4 separate regions of the Sus scrofa genome follow, and regions 2, 3 and 4 are each linked to region 1. A link is a contact called in public Hi-C and targeted proximity ligation data. All regions are on one chromosome and are shown on one strand. The core of a region is the stretch at or near the end of the contact, and the rest is flanking DNA. Distances in the headings are between cores, read along the strand shown.

What was found. A called contact is a pair of places that touch in the nucleus more often than the background predicts.
Region 2: a contact with region 1 is called in a targeted proximity ligation map of alveolar macrophages. A contact is called at or near these places in 1 of 5 promoter capture datasets (fetal skeletal muscle), 1 of 47 Hi-C or Micro-C datasets (embryonic fibroblasts) and 2 of 2 datasets of targeted methods (alveolar macrophages and skeletal muscle).
Region 3: a Hi-C map of embryonic fibroblasts shows a contact between it and region 1, with 7 times the contacts expected there. A contact is called at or near these places in 3 of 5 promoter capture datasets (fetal liver, fetal skeletal muscle and liver), 5 of 47 Hi-C or Micro-C datasets (embryonic fibroblasts, liver, mesenchymal stem cells and 1 more) and 2 of 2 datasets of targeted methods (alveolar macrophages and skeletal muscle).
Region 4: a contact with region 1 is called in a targeted proximity ligation map of alveolar macrophages. A contact is called at or near these places in 1 of 5 promoter capture datasets (fetal skeletal muscle) and 1 of 2 datasets of targeted methods (alveolar macrophages).

Annotation. Positions count from the first base shown.
Region 1 is chr3:110,841,321-110,844,488 of Sscrofa11.1, forward strand. FOSL2 (FOS like 2, AP-1 transcription factor subunit) reads right to left here and starts at 1,583. Exons shown (of 4, transcript NM_001315740.1): 1 at 1,429-1,583. The coding sequence starts at 1,530.
Region 2 is chr3:111,437,434-111,440,642 of Sscrofa11.1, forward strand. MRPL33 (39S ribosomal protein L33, mitochondrial) reads right to left here and starts at 1,302. Exons shown (of 4, transcript XM_003125284.5): 1 at 1,174-1,302; 2 at 339-357. The coding sequence starts at 1,195.
Region 3 is chr3:111,402,903-111,406,170 of Sscrofa11.1, forward strand. All of the region lies in intron 7 of RBKS (ribokinase), which reads left to right. Among named protein-coding and RNA genes, the nearest start is that of TRNAE-UUC, 9.6 kb to the right of the region's middle.
Region 4 is chr3:111,563,442-111,566,667 of Sscrofa11.1, forward strand. It overlaps GPN1 (GPN-loop GTPase 1), which reads right to left and starts at 1,624. Exons shown (of 14, transcript XM_003125289.5): 1 at 1,474-1,624; 2 at 694-787. The coding sequence starts at 1,584. CCDC121 (coiled-coil domain-containing protein 121) reads left to right here and starts at 1,604. Exons shown (of 2, transcript XM_003125283.3): 1 at 1,604-2,267; 2 at 3,014-3,226. The coding sequence starts at 1,768.

The sequences.
Region 1 (3,168 bases), core at 333-2,832:
TGGATTCAATACAAACCACCAATGGGGCTGGAGAGCAAACAAAAATCAAACACTTTGGGACAAGACTTGAAATGCATCACCTTAGTGCTCAGTATTAGGGGTGCTCTGACCGTACCCTCAATGCACCAACCAGGTTCTCTACAGTGGGGTGCTAAAGGGGACACCGGGGCAGGTAAAAAGAAGACACAGAAAAGCCATTTTAAGGACTCACCAGGTATGGGGAACCACTTTGGAATAAGAGACCCCTCTTCAGATACCAAAGAGAGCCCCCTTTCCATTTTATTCTCCCTCAGGGTCCCTCCTCCCCAGAAGTCCACCCCAGGCCCTCCTGGTTGGCTGGCTTATAGAAGCCAAAGCCATCATCATCTTACCAGCGCAACTCGAGACAGCCAACTTGCCTAGAGACTCTGCAGATCCTGACCGAGGCGGGCTTCAGGTTCCAGCAACCTTGTTGGTTAAGCCAGCTCCCTCCCAAGAGTGGGGGTCGGGGGGTGGGGGGGAGTGGTGGCTGCAGAGGGCAGGCACCCCACGAACACCACCAACCCAGCAGCACCTTTCTGGTATTTATTCCGGTATTTATAGACACACAGATCTCAGGCAAAATCCCTCTGGTGCAAACCAGTCCGCCTGCTTTAGAAACAAGTTGTTTTCCGGCTTCCAGAACCACCCAGGAGCCTAAGCGAGGTCTCATCCACCGCCCCCACCGCCCCCCCACCGTCCCCTCTCTGCAGGCGTCCTGGCCCCAGATATTCCCAGACCCCCAAGGCGCCCCTTCTGGTCGGCTGTGCAGGCTCCTTCTGTGACCCTAACAGGAGATGGATGGGCGCGGGGGAGAAAGGCGCAGCCTGAGCCAATCAAGGCTGACCTCCTCCTTCCTGACCTTCGCACCTGATTCCCAGAGCGACAACCCTCGCCCTCGCTCCGGATTACTTGAAGGAGCCCATTTTTCCCAGTCCCCAAGTTCTTTCAGAAATGAACGAAGACCGAAGGAGAGAGGGCTTTTTCGCAGGAATAAGGTCCCTGGATGTCGGGAGGTGCCCGTGGGTGCAAAGATTTTTTTTGGAGGGGGGTCTAACCACGGGGTTCCTGCGAGAGAGGTACAGGGTCCTGGGGAAAAGGCCCTGCAATTCCAGGAGCTTGTCTGTATAGGATGTAGTGTGAAGGCGAGGGTTTGTTGGCTCTCCAGCCCACTCGCCGCTCTAGTTTAAAAAAAAAAAAAAAAAAAAAAAGTGTTGGCGGGGGATGGGGGAAGGTTAAAGGAGGTGTCAGGAGGACAAGATGAAAATCTAGAACTTACAATGGAGGCCGCAAGAATTTTCTCGCCAAATCAAGAAAGGGAAAAGAAAGGGGGGGAAAAAAGGCAGTCCTGGCGAGAGGAAGGCGGGGGGTCCACCCGCGGCGCCAGGTGCACCCGGGGCCCGCACCTACCTGCTGGCCGCCGCCGCCGCTGGAGTAGGACTCGGCGTGCGCAGGAGAGCCGCTGCTGCCCCGGGACGAGGTGTCAAAGTTCCCGGGATAATCCTGGTACATGATCCGCGGTGGGGGCCCGAGAGGAAACAGGGTGTTTTTCTTCCCCCGCCCTCGCCGCGGCCGCGCACCGGCAGCTGCGCGCTGGCTCCCTGCCGGCCGCGCCTGGGGCTCTAAGCGTCGCTCCCGGGCTTCTCCCCCTCGGCGGCGGCACTCCGAGAACAGTGCCCCCCGAGCGCCGAGCGCTGCACTTCTTTCCTGCTCTACGAGCGCCGCGGGACCAGTTGTCCACCCGGTCCCTCCCTCTAAAAAGTCCGCGCGTCCCTCGGTCCCTCCCCTGCGCGCGCCCTCCTGCCCCCGCGCGCAATCAGAGCCCAGCCGGGACCGCCGGCTCAATCAAAAATTGGAAATTAAAAAAAGAATAGGAGCCCGGCGAGTCAAGCCTGCCAGGTCTGGGGGCCCCCAATTTCAGACAGGGCAAAAAAGGAAGAAAAAAAAAAAAAGGCGAAAAGAAAGGCTGCCCGCTTGGAGAAACTTCTATTTCCTCCTTTTAGAAAAGGAGCTGAGAATAAACTTCCTGTGGCCGACTCGCCGCCGGAGTTTCGAGCGGCAGGGACACTTGATTAGGTGAAGGCAGCCCGCCCCGCGGCCCGTGGGGTTCCAGCTGAGCTGACGCGGAGAGGGACGCGGGCCCGCTCCCCTTGCGGCGGCTCCGGCGCCCGGACCTGCACCCCTTCCCCGGCGCCCGCTCCCGGACGGGCCCGCCTCGCCCGTCCGCGCCTCTCTCTCTCCCTCTCTCTGTCCCCGCCGAGCGCCGCTTGCTTGCTCGCTGGTTCGCTCGGAGCCCCAGCGCTCTGCCCGAGATGAGTCACTACAATGGCACGAGTTCAACTCCACTCTTTATTCTCCAGCCCCTGTACCTCACGTCAACCCAAGACTCCACCTTGCGGGAGGAGCGCTAGGGGAGGCGGAGGGAGAGGGCCGAGGAGGAGGAGGGGGAAGAGGAGGAAGAGGCGCGGGAGGAGGCGGGCGCAGCACTCCCCTCCCTGCCCGGGCTCCCGGCCGCGCTGACGCCAGCCGCACACCCTGCGCGAGGAAGGAAGGAGGTGGAGGGGGTGGGAGCGCTGTGAGCGCGGTTTGGGGGACCCGAGGCAGCCCGGCCCTTCCCCACCCCCGCCCACCCCCCTGGGCCCTGCGCCCTTGGTCTGTTCCACCGGCGCCTGTTGCCAAAGATGGTCATTTGCGTTAGAGGACGCGCGTGCGGGTTCCCTCGCTTTCGGGTGACGTGGAGGGAGAGGGATTCCCTCGCCGGCTCCAGAGCGCGCCACGGCCTCCCTACTTCTCCACCGCCCTGGGAAGGGGCGCGGGGCGGGGCCCCCGAGAGCGGCCACGCGGGCCCCTGCGCAGGGTTTTAGAAAATAATCACAGTCCTGAAGAGCGAGACGGGCGGTTCAGCGCGGCGCCACCGCGAGGCCGGGAGCCGGGCGCGCAGAGCCGCTCGCAGGGAGGGTGCGGCCGCGCGCGGTCGTCGGCGCCCTCCGCGGCGCCGCCCGGAGCAGCGGGCGCCCTGGGCGCGCAGGGTATCCGCGCCTCCCTGCGGCCGGGCCTTGGCCCGGCGCGGCGCCGCCGGGCGGGGCCGGCCTGCCTATTTTCCCCTCCGTGGCTGGCTGCCCACTGCTTCCCCCCTCCCTTTTTCGGCCC
Region 2 (3,209 bases), core at 52-2,551, 600 kb after region 1:
TCCACACAAATGGTCCTCAGTCCTCAATTTGAGAAAACAGAAATACAGTGGTAGTCCAAAGAGAGCATGGGGATCCTGATAATTTGTTTAGGAACAAGACAGCAAAAGCAACTTTAAGTAAATTATTTGAATGCTCACTTAAGTAGGTCAGTTGGGAGGAGGGAAAATATTTTTTCAAACAGTTCATAAGGCCAAGATAATTCATCAGGTAAGTAATCCTCAAACCAACTATCATAAAATCAAAGCCAAATGCTTCGTTTACCAAAAGGATTCATTGGCAACAGCTGGACTAATGAATCTAACATAAACAAGTTTAAAAAATGAAAACTCTTACTTACTTTGACTTGCTCTTGGCAACTTTTTTGAAAGTAGGAAAAGATGAAGAGAAAAGAGAAAATATCGATTTATTATCTTGCAGTTCACATAAATATCATTAATAATCAAAAACACTTAAGAAGTACACCATAGGCTGTCACTCAAGTTAACTACTGTCCTGAGCTATTAGGGATTCCGTTAGGATTTTACAGAGTTTTAAACATCCAATCAGAACACTACAGTTCTGGACGTAATGCTTTGCACAAGCTCTTTTCAGCTGGACGGATACTTTTAAATCTTTATAAAGATCTGCTCCACTTGTTCCTCTTCTAAGGTGTAAATATTTGCACTAGAACAAGCCTCTTGTTTGATAAGTTAACTTATGCAAACTCCAACAATCATCACATCAGGTGGAGAAGGGAAACTAAATGATAGGTCTGCCTGGTGCATGGAAGAGCCCAGTCTGGGAAGCCAGAGGGCTGCTTTCCCAGCCCAGCTGTAAGACCTAGGTCAACCTCTGCTCTTCATCTTGGAAGTTCTAAGCCACTGACAGTATTACAAATTCCGAGTTTTGCCCAGTTAGGACTGCAGTGATTCTGCTGACACAGCGCTACAGAGAGCGGGGGAAGTGTGCCCCACTCCCGCTGACCAAACGAACCGCAACTGGATCCAGCAACAGCACCGCCGACCCCCAAGACCCACTTGCCCCTCAGCGAGCGCGCCGCGGGGCATGCCGGGCGCTGTAGTTCTGAAGGCCTGGGAAGTCGCAGTCGCAGTTTCCCGCCCCGCGCGCGCGCACCCCGCCCCGCCACGTCCCGAGCCAACTGCCACGGTCCCGCCGCCTTCAGCCCCACTTACAGGTGACCGCGGACAAGAACATGGCGAGAGTACACTGCAGGGTCCGTAACGGGCCCAAGGTCCCTCAACAAACAACTGCTTCCGGGGCACAGGCCTGATCCGGAACAGGATGTCCGGAAGTTCACCGCGACCACGCCCCCCGACATAGACCTGAGGGTCGGAGCCCGCTTTTTTCGTGTGTGGTTTATATGTCAGGCGGCTTTCTTTCGTGGTGCTGGAAGATGCAGGCCTCTCCCCATTTGGAGAGGGACTTTGTTAGCGCTCGGGGTTCGCACCCCAGATCTGGCTGCTCCTTCTAGATGCGAATTAGGTGCTTTCCATACTTGTTTCACTGAATAATCGCCGCCACCTACATTAAAGCCACAGGAACTCCGTAGGTTCCTCAACTGCTTCAGGCTATCAGACTGAGGCATTATTTCCTTAAATGGTTGCTTCTTTTGCTTCCTCCAACCAATTCCAACTCCAACTCCACCTGCTTCACAGCTACTCTCAGTCCCTCCAGAATTAAGAAGCCCACCTGAAATCCCTATTCTTTAATTACATGTTGGATTTCTATGAAGGCAGTGCCCTCTGCATCTTGTTAACTGCCTTGTCTAAGCACTTAATATAGTGCCTGGCAATAGGGGGCTGAAAAACTGCGATTAGGAGCACTCACATAATTTGCTTAATGTCACAAAATTAGTAAATGGCAGAGTCAGAATTTGAACCCAATTTTGTCTGACTGCAAAGACTCATCCCTTTCCATTAGATATTGGGACTTAACCACTTTGCCATCTTCCAGTCTTAATCTATCTTTAAGGAACCTGGCTCCTTCAACACTAAGGACTTCATTCAAAACTTCATTTTCCAGGAGTTCCCGTCGTGGCGCAGTGGTTAACGAATCCAACTAGGAACCATGAGGTTGGGGGTTTGATCCCTGGCCTTGCTCAGTGGGTCAAGGATCCGGCGTTGCCTGTGAGCTGTGGTGTAGGTCGCAGACACGGCTCGGATCCCGAGTTGCTGTGGCTGTGGTGTAGGCCGGCGGCTGCAGCTGTGATTAGACCCCTAGCCTGGGAACCTCCATATGCTGTGGAAACGGCCCTGAAAAGACAAAAAAAAAAAAAAACTTCATTTTCCAACTAATAATTAGGACTTGGGGATTTTTTTCTAATCTGTGATTTTATCTATATATTAAATTTTACAAATGTGAAAGAAGATGTATTCTCATGGATTATCCTCACTGAAAGTAATAAAAATCATTTAAAGGAGGAACTGTAGCTCTCCAATACAACTCAATTTTTAATGCTTTTACTATTTGTTTGTTTGGGCAGCGCCTGTAGCATATGGAAGTTCCTAGTCCAGGGGGTCAACCTACGCAACAGGGGCGACCTGAGTTGCTGCAGTGGCAACACTGGATCCTAAACCTGCCCGTACCACAAGAGAACAGCACTACTCAATTTTTTAATTTAGGACTGTCCTTTCCCTTGGTACCTTTAATAACAGTTTTTTCCCTGTAACTTGATTGCAACAACTGAGTACACTCCAGGTTCCCAAATCCTTCCTTACCTTGTGAGGTTCAGCTGCGGACAAACAAGAGCTTTAGGGGTCCAGGAGGGTAAGGTTTCTTATATAAGAAATTCCTTTAGAGGATTTGTAAGGAAAGAACACAGAACCAGAAGCCAAGGAACAGTCTGTTCCTTGGAAAGTCATTTCAACTCTTCAGACCTGTTTCAGGCTTAGTGTGGGCATTGATCAGTGATTCTTATTCCTGAGGGGATATCAGTCACCTGTGGTCCTTTAAAAGACCGAGATGCCAGAGGTGAGGCCCAGAGTCTGTATAGTGTTCCCCCACTCCAATTTTCTATAAAGAAGCATTTCAGTATGCCAAAAAGTTGAAAGGATAGTATAATGAACAAACCATATACCAAATTCAACAAATTCTGCTATGTATACTGATGTGTACCGAATTCTTTAAAATATGTATGTATATGGTTAGGTTTTCTGGCTAAACTATGTAAAAGCAAGTTGCAGACATCACAGTTTCTTACTACCAAATA
Region 3 (3,268 bases), core at 504-3,003, 560 kb after region 1:
CTGGCCAGCCCAGGACCCATCAAACATCAGAAACTGAGAATGGACTCTGAGACGCTGAGTCATGACCCAGATGGAGCCAGCAAACGATCTGTCCGTGTGGACCACTGGCTGACTTAGACCAGGGACTTGTCCCCACTTATGGAGCCAGACCAGCTCATGGTGCTGACCCCTAAGGGAGAACAGCACAGCTAAGTACACTCACGTGGGAGGTCGGGATGGGGGAAACACAGGGCGTCGGGCTGGGGGTTTCTTTTGCCTTCGACTCAATTTTAGATCCAATCAAAGTGATGCAGTTATTCTGATCATCGTACTCTTATAAATGGTTAGTAAATAAGGTACCAATAAGTGAAGAATCTGGCCGTTCTGGAATGAAGGTTGGTACAATTTTTCCTTGTTCTCCAGTAGTTGAATTTTAATCAATATGCTGAAAATGGAAAGACCAGAGTCATCCTGCAATACCACTTACAATCCTTTGGGGCAGGGAGACGCTGCCTTGAACATCTATTGTCCCACTTACTTTGATTTTGCATTTGACCCCCCCCCATTGATCCCTCTCTGTTCTTATCCATCTAAATGAAAGAAGGCTTTATCCCCATAAACCTCCTTCCAGATGGAAATGCATAATTCAAGAGAAATACTGATGTCAAAGACGAGAAGGCACACCAATTTGTGTCAGCAGTTGGTGTAAATTAAAGAGGAGTACAAGGAGAGTTTAATGTAATGTAGAATTGAAAATAAAATTAGAACCAATATTTAAGCCAGCCTCTACCTCTTTTTTTCCCCTACCGTGACATGAAGGATTGACTCCCCGCTTCAGTACCTAATGTGGTTCAGTTTTCTTTCCTGCTAGAATGTTTTTCCCCCATAAGATATTGCATGTTTATCTTTGGCATTCAAAATGAGCTCTTTGCATTTCTGCCATTCCAATCTCAACGGAAGAGTCAGGGTGGCAAGAGGCAAAGTTTTCCCCTCATCTTCCACAACCATCGGGTTTGCAGCATAGAAAGGACTCTGCGCTACCAGCCTGTTGAGTTGCGGCTGCCGCAAACAGCGATTAATTCTTGATATTGATTCTCTCTAATGTGGGTGTCATTTCCATGGTTTCTTTGGTTTTTCTGAAGCTGGAAAATAAAAGGTTGATAAGGAACGTCTCAGGCATGTAGGACTGTGTGAGGTTTTCCTAAACGCTTAAGAGAAGAATTCTTTAGCACGCATCCAGAGAGGTTAGTCCGGTCAAAATGCCATTACTCAGCAGCTTTCTGGCGCTCTGCGTTCAGACTTCCCTCAGAGCCGGTATTGTTCTTTACGGTTGCGCATTGTTTTTGGCCACTGGTGGAATGCCCTAGCTTGATTCCCCCACCTTAATCACTAGACGTGGATTTAAATGATTCACTCTTTCCAGAAATAAATTCCTTGGGATAGTCATTCTCAGGGTGTGGTCCTCGGAACCCACTAGAAACAGGAACCCACTAGAAACACGCACCGTGGGCCCGCCCCAGATTTCCTGGATCAGAACCTTTGGGGTCGGGGCCCAGAATCTGCATTTTCACAAGCCCTCCAGGCAATTCTGACGCACACTCTAGGTTGAGACTGACTTAGAAGATGACATATTGCCTCCGTTGAGGATATTCAAAGATGTGCTGCCGGGTTTTAAAGAACGACTTTCTTTTTGAGCCAAGTCGGTGTTCACGTGTGGCCTCCCTCCAGGGGGCTGCTGTCACAGAGACTGGCCTTCCACTGAGACAGCCCAGTACTGCCACCTAGCCAGCTGACCCTGAGCAAGTTCTCATACTCGCTTTCTCATCTGGAAAATGAAAGACCCGCTCTGCTTACCACACAAAACTGGAAGGAGATTCAAAGTGAATCACGTCTACAAATATGCTCTATAAACCAGAAAGTCCTATGAAAAGTGAAAGTGGTGTCATGCAGGCAGGATGCTGGTAGTCTGAGCTTTATGTCGGGGCCAAGAACTTAGGAAAGGCCTGGATTTATCATTCCCTTGGCCAGATCCACCTTATTGTCTATATAATGACTGATTCATCACCTTGGTGAATGTATCTAAAATCCTGCCATTCTGTTGCTGTGGCTGTGCTGCAGGCCAGCAGCTGTAGCTCCGATTAGACCCCTAGCCTGGGAACTTCCATATGCTGCAGGTGCAGCCCTAAAAAGCAAAAAAAAAAAAAAAAAAAAGAAAGAAAGAAAAGAAATGTATAAACATAAATATTTTAAAAAATGAAATAAAATCCTGCCATTTCAGCCCACCCATGTATTTGGTGTTCAGAAGACCACTGCCTGACTAGTGACCACTAGAGACTTGAAAAATAGATTCATTTTCAGACATGTTCTCTTCAATGGAAAGCTGAGTGATGGTCACAAAGGATGGACCGTGGGTGTGGGCACTACACTCTCATGCCCAGAACTTGTCTCACGCTGGCAGTGAAAGGGTCTGCACCTCCTCACTTCAGCCTTGTGCCAGGGAGTCATGACCTCAGGAAGGAAGCGAAGTGTCCATTGCCGCATAACTAGTCATTGCAGAGAGGACCAAAAAGAAAATCCCTCGAGCAAATCCGATCGATGGAAACCAAGATTTTAAAACAGACCAGTCAGTGTGTCTGTGCGTGAGAAGAATGTGGTTGGACTTTTCCCTTGGAGGTTAGGGTTAGCCTTTATAAACAACTTTGCCATAGGAATTCTTAAACACCAAGCTGCCGGTGCATGTATAATTTAACTTTAAAACTTTACAGACTGTTGAGGGAACATATCTGGGCAGGAAGGAAGCTAAATCTGTTGCCTTGGTGCTTATTGGGAATGCAGTGTTAGTACCACAGAACGGTTCCCACTGGGCCGACATCAACGTCACTTCTCACACAAAACGGCAGCTAAAACCCAGAGATTCGATATGAATCTCATGGGTAAATTGTGACTAAATTATTGGTTAATTATGGGAAAATAAGCTGTTGGTTAATTATGAAATTAGAATAGAAGGAGTTCCTGTCGTGGCTCAGCGGAAATGAATCTGACTGGCATCCATGAGGTCACAGGTTCAAACCCTGGCCTCGCTCAGTGGGTTAAGGATCCAGCCTTGCCATGAGCTGTGGTGTAGTTTGCAGATGTGGCTGGGATCTGGGATTGCTGTGGCTGTGGTGTAGGCCGGAGGCTACAGCTCCGATTCCACCCCTAGCCTGGGAACCTCCCTAGGCCATGGGTGCACCCCCCCAAAAAAAGACAAACAAGCAGAATAAGAAATGATTTTGCTCAAAATTTGTGC
Region 4 (3,226 bases), core at 374-2,873, 720 kb after region 1:
AGGGAACGTCTCGCACAACCACATACAGGCATATTTACACACATTTCTCCATGTAACTTTGAAAGCAAACTACTGCAGTAAGCAAATTACTGTTCAAGACACTCATGCTCCAAAAAAAAAAAAAAAAAAAAAAAAAAAAAAAAAAAAAAAAAAAAAAAAAAAAAAAAAAAAAAAAAAAAAAAAAAAAAAAAAAAAAAAAAAAAAAAAAAAAAAAAAAAAAAAAAAAAAAAAAAAAAAAAAAAAAAAAAAAAAAAAAAAAAAAAAAAAAAAAAAAAAAAAAAAAAAAAAAAAAAAAAAAAAAAAAAAAAAAAAAAAAAAAAAAAAAAAAAAAAAATCATCCAAACTGGAAGAAACTATAAAAACAAGGTTTATGTATCAGAGCCTGCTGAAGGATTTACAGCTTAGAAGCCAAAAGACTGACTTTCTGTCACTTCATTTTCCCAAATACCATAGTCTCACACCCTAAAGTCAAAGAGAGGTAATGAAAATGGTAGGTGATAAGGAAAGAAATTTAGAAAGGGGGAAGGAGTAAACAAAGAGAAAATGATCATCGGGAAGAAGCCTAAGGATGCTAGCAAATCCAAGGGAAATGCTAGACAACATCAAAAATGAAAGCATTTAAGCCTGATGGATAGGCTGACAGTTTTCCACTCTCTGAGAAACTTCACACCAGTTCTGGTACAGTTTACTCACCAATATTGGCAGGAAAGGGAACTTCATGCACAGCTGGGTCCAGGTTGATCACATAAGGTGGAGAGCCTTGACTATGCAGATGTCCGGTGAGCCTCTGCAGAGATATGGAGAGAGGGATAGACTGAGACCAAGAGGCATGATACAGAACCAAGAGAGAACTCCCACCCCTCTATCCAACTTACCAGAGGAATTTTGCACTTGCATTTCCCTCTACCTTAAATATCCACCTCTGATCTCCACCTCCAACAATCACTCTCAGTTGAATGCAACGTTTCTTCATCACACATCGTACTCTCCATCAAGTATTGACTAGGGGGGCGGGGGGGACGACGGGGTTTCCATATCTCCCACAAAACTTAAATTCCACCTAAGCGGGAACCTTGTTACTTCATTTCCGCTGTATCCCCAGTGCCTGACACACAGGAGGCACCCCAGATAGAATTCTTTAGGAATCTACACCGAAAGCCTGTGTGCTAGCACTGTATTACCTGCCAGGATTCCTTGTAAGCCTCTACCTTTGAGGAGTTGGCCGACAAGACAATTTCAAGTACGGTCATACCTCGTAGGCACTGAGGGGGCTCAGAAAGAGGCTAAATGAACCCAAGTGAGGATCTGAGAAGGGTTCACCGAGGAAGGAACCGGAGTTGCTGGCAAGACCCTAAAAGCCTGGCGCCGGTACCCTCCAACTCCCCAGAGATCTCCCTCCCTTTCTCCCTGGCCTTACGCCCGCCACAGACAACTTCCACCGCGCCCCTACTCCGCCCGCGCCGTGTAGGTCACCTGTACAAAGGTGGTTTTCCCAGACCCCGCCATTCCCAGCACCAACAGGCACGCCGGAGCCCGGGGACCCCCGGAAGCTTGCGGCACCGTGGCAGCTTCGGGCGCAGCCATCTTGCTCCTGGCTCCGCCCACTCGACCATAGAGACGGTCGTAGCTAGAGAGACTCCCGCGAGGTTCGGGACGCTGAATGAGACTAGAACCAAACCGAACCGAACCGAACCAAACCCAACTGGCCCGGGAGGGCAGGACCAAGGGGAGAGACGTGCGCCTTAGTGTCTGTCCGTCCGGACCCGGATGGGGGCCCAACTAGGGACAGAGACGGGGAGGTGGAGACACTGGGACGACAACTGGAAGGGGTCAGCCCCAGAGCAGCTCACCGTCGTCGGGCGAGGCCTGCTAAGGACACAGCTGCGGACCCCAGGCGGGTGGGAGGACAGGGGACCCCCGGGCTCACACAGTACGAGAGTCAAGAGAGGGCGTTTTCCTGCCGACCCGCTGCGAGCAGGAAACCGAGCCGCGGGAGAACCAGCCGCTAGGGCTGGTCCGGCAGCCGAGGAGGTTAAGCGGCTCAGAGCTGGACAGGCCAGGACCCGGGCTGTATGCGAGCCCCGGAGTTGCTGGGCCGCTCCGAGACCTCCAGAGACCCGTCGGGAGAAACTGGGAAAACCCTCTAGACTGCGACGCGGTGTCCGCGTGTCGCCGGCCCCCGGCTCTAGCGCTGGCTCCCTGACGGCCTCCCCAAAGGAGCTGCGCCGAGGCTTGGGGGAGGAACGTTTGGTTGCCGAGTTTGTCAAGTAGGTACTGAAGGAGCGCATCCCTCCCCTCAAAGCGCCTTGGGCACCCGGAAAGGTGGTGGAAGAGCCGAGCCCTATGCCCTAACTCCCGACCGGCCAGATGGCTTCTGCGGCCCTTCGGAGTGCCTGTAGTGTGCAGTTAAGCCTTGAGATCTGGGTTTCAAGCCCAGGTTCTGCCACCCGCTGGCGGTGTATATTGTGGCCAGGCCACTTAAGTTCTCTAAACCTGTTCTCTCCTCTTTACATTTGAGATACTACCTCGCAGGGTTGCGGTGAAGGCGTAGTGTGGGTTGTAAACTACACTCTCAACGTCTTTACCCTTAGTCCTATTCCCGATGCCGGTGCCTTGTGTGAGGAACATCATAGGTGCTTCCAAATATTTGTTTTTTATTGTTGTTTGTCTTTTCTAGGGCCGAAGCCCTGGTATATGGACGTTCCCAGGCTAGGGCTCTAATAGGAGCTGTAGCTGCCAGCGTATGCCACAGCCACAGCAATGCCAGATCCGAGCCGCGTCGGCGACCTACACCACACACAGCTCACGGCAACGCTGGATCCTTAACCCACTGAGCAAGACCAGGAATCGAACCCACAACCTCATGGTTCCCAGTCGGATTCGTTAACCCCTGAACCATGACGGGAACTCCAGGGCTCCCAAGTATTTGGGATGTGGAGGTACAGGTGTGCATTTTTAAGATTCTTTCCTAACTTTTCCTGATGGGGGAATGTCTCGCTTGTTCTTCCTTCAGATTGGCTGAGGACTCCAGTAGTTCCCTTCAACCAGATCTTCGCTTCCTAAATAATTTTCTCAAGCCAGAGAAGCTAACAAAGAGAGAGAAGAGGTTTAAAGAAAAGGCAATAGTAGAAATGATGAAGCTGGACAAGCAAATCAAAGAAACTCAAATCCGGCTAGAACCTATAATGGGGGATACTAGGCAGCTGCTTGCAGAAAAGGCACATGT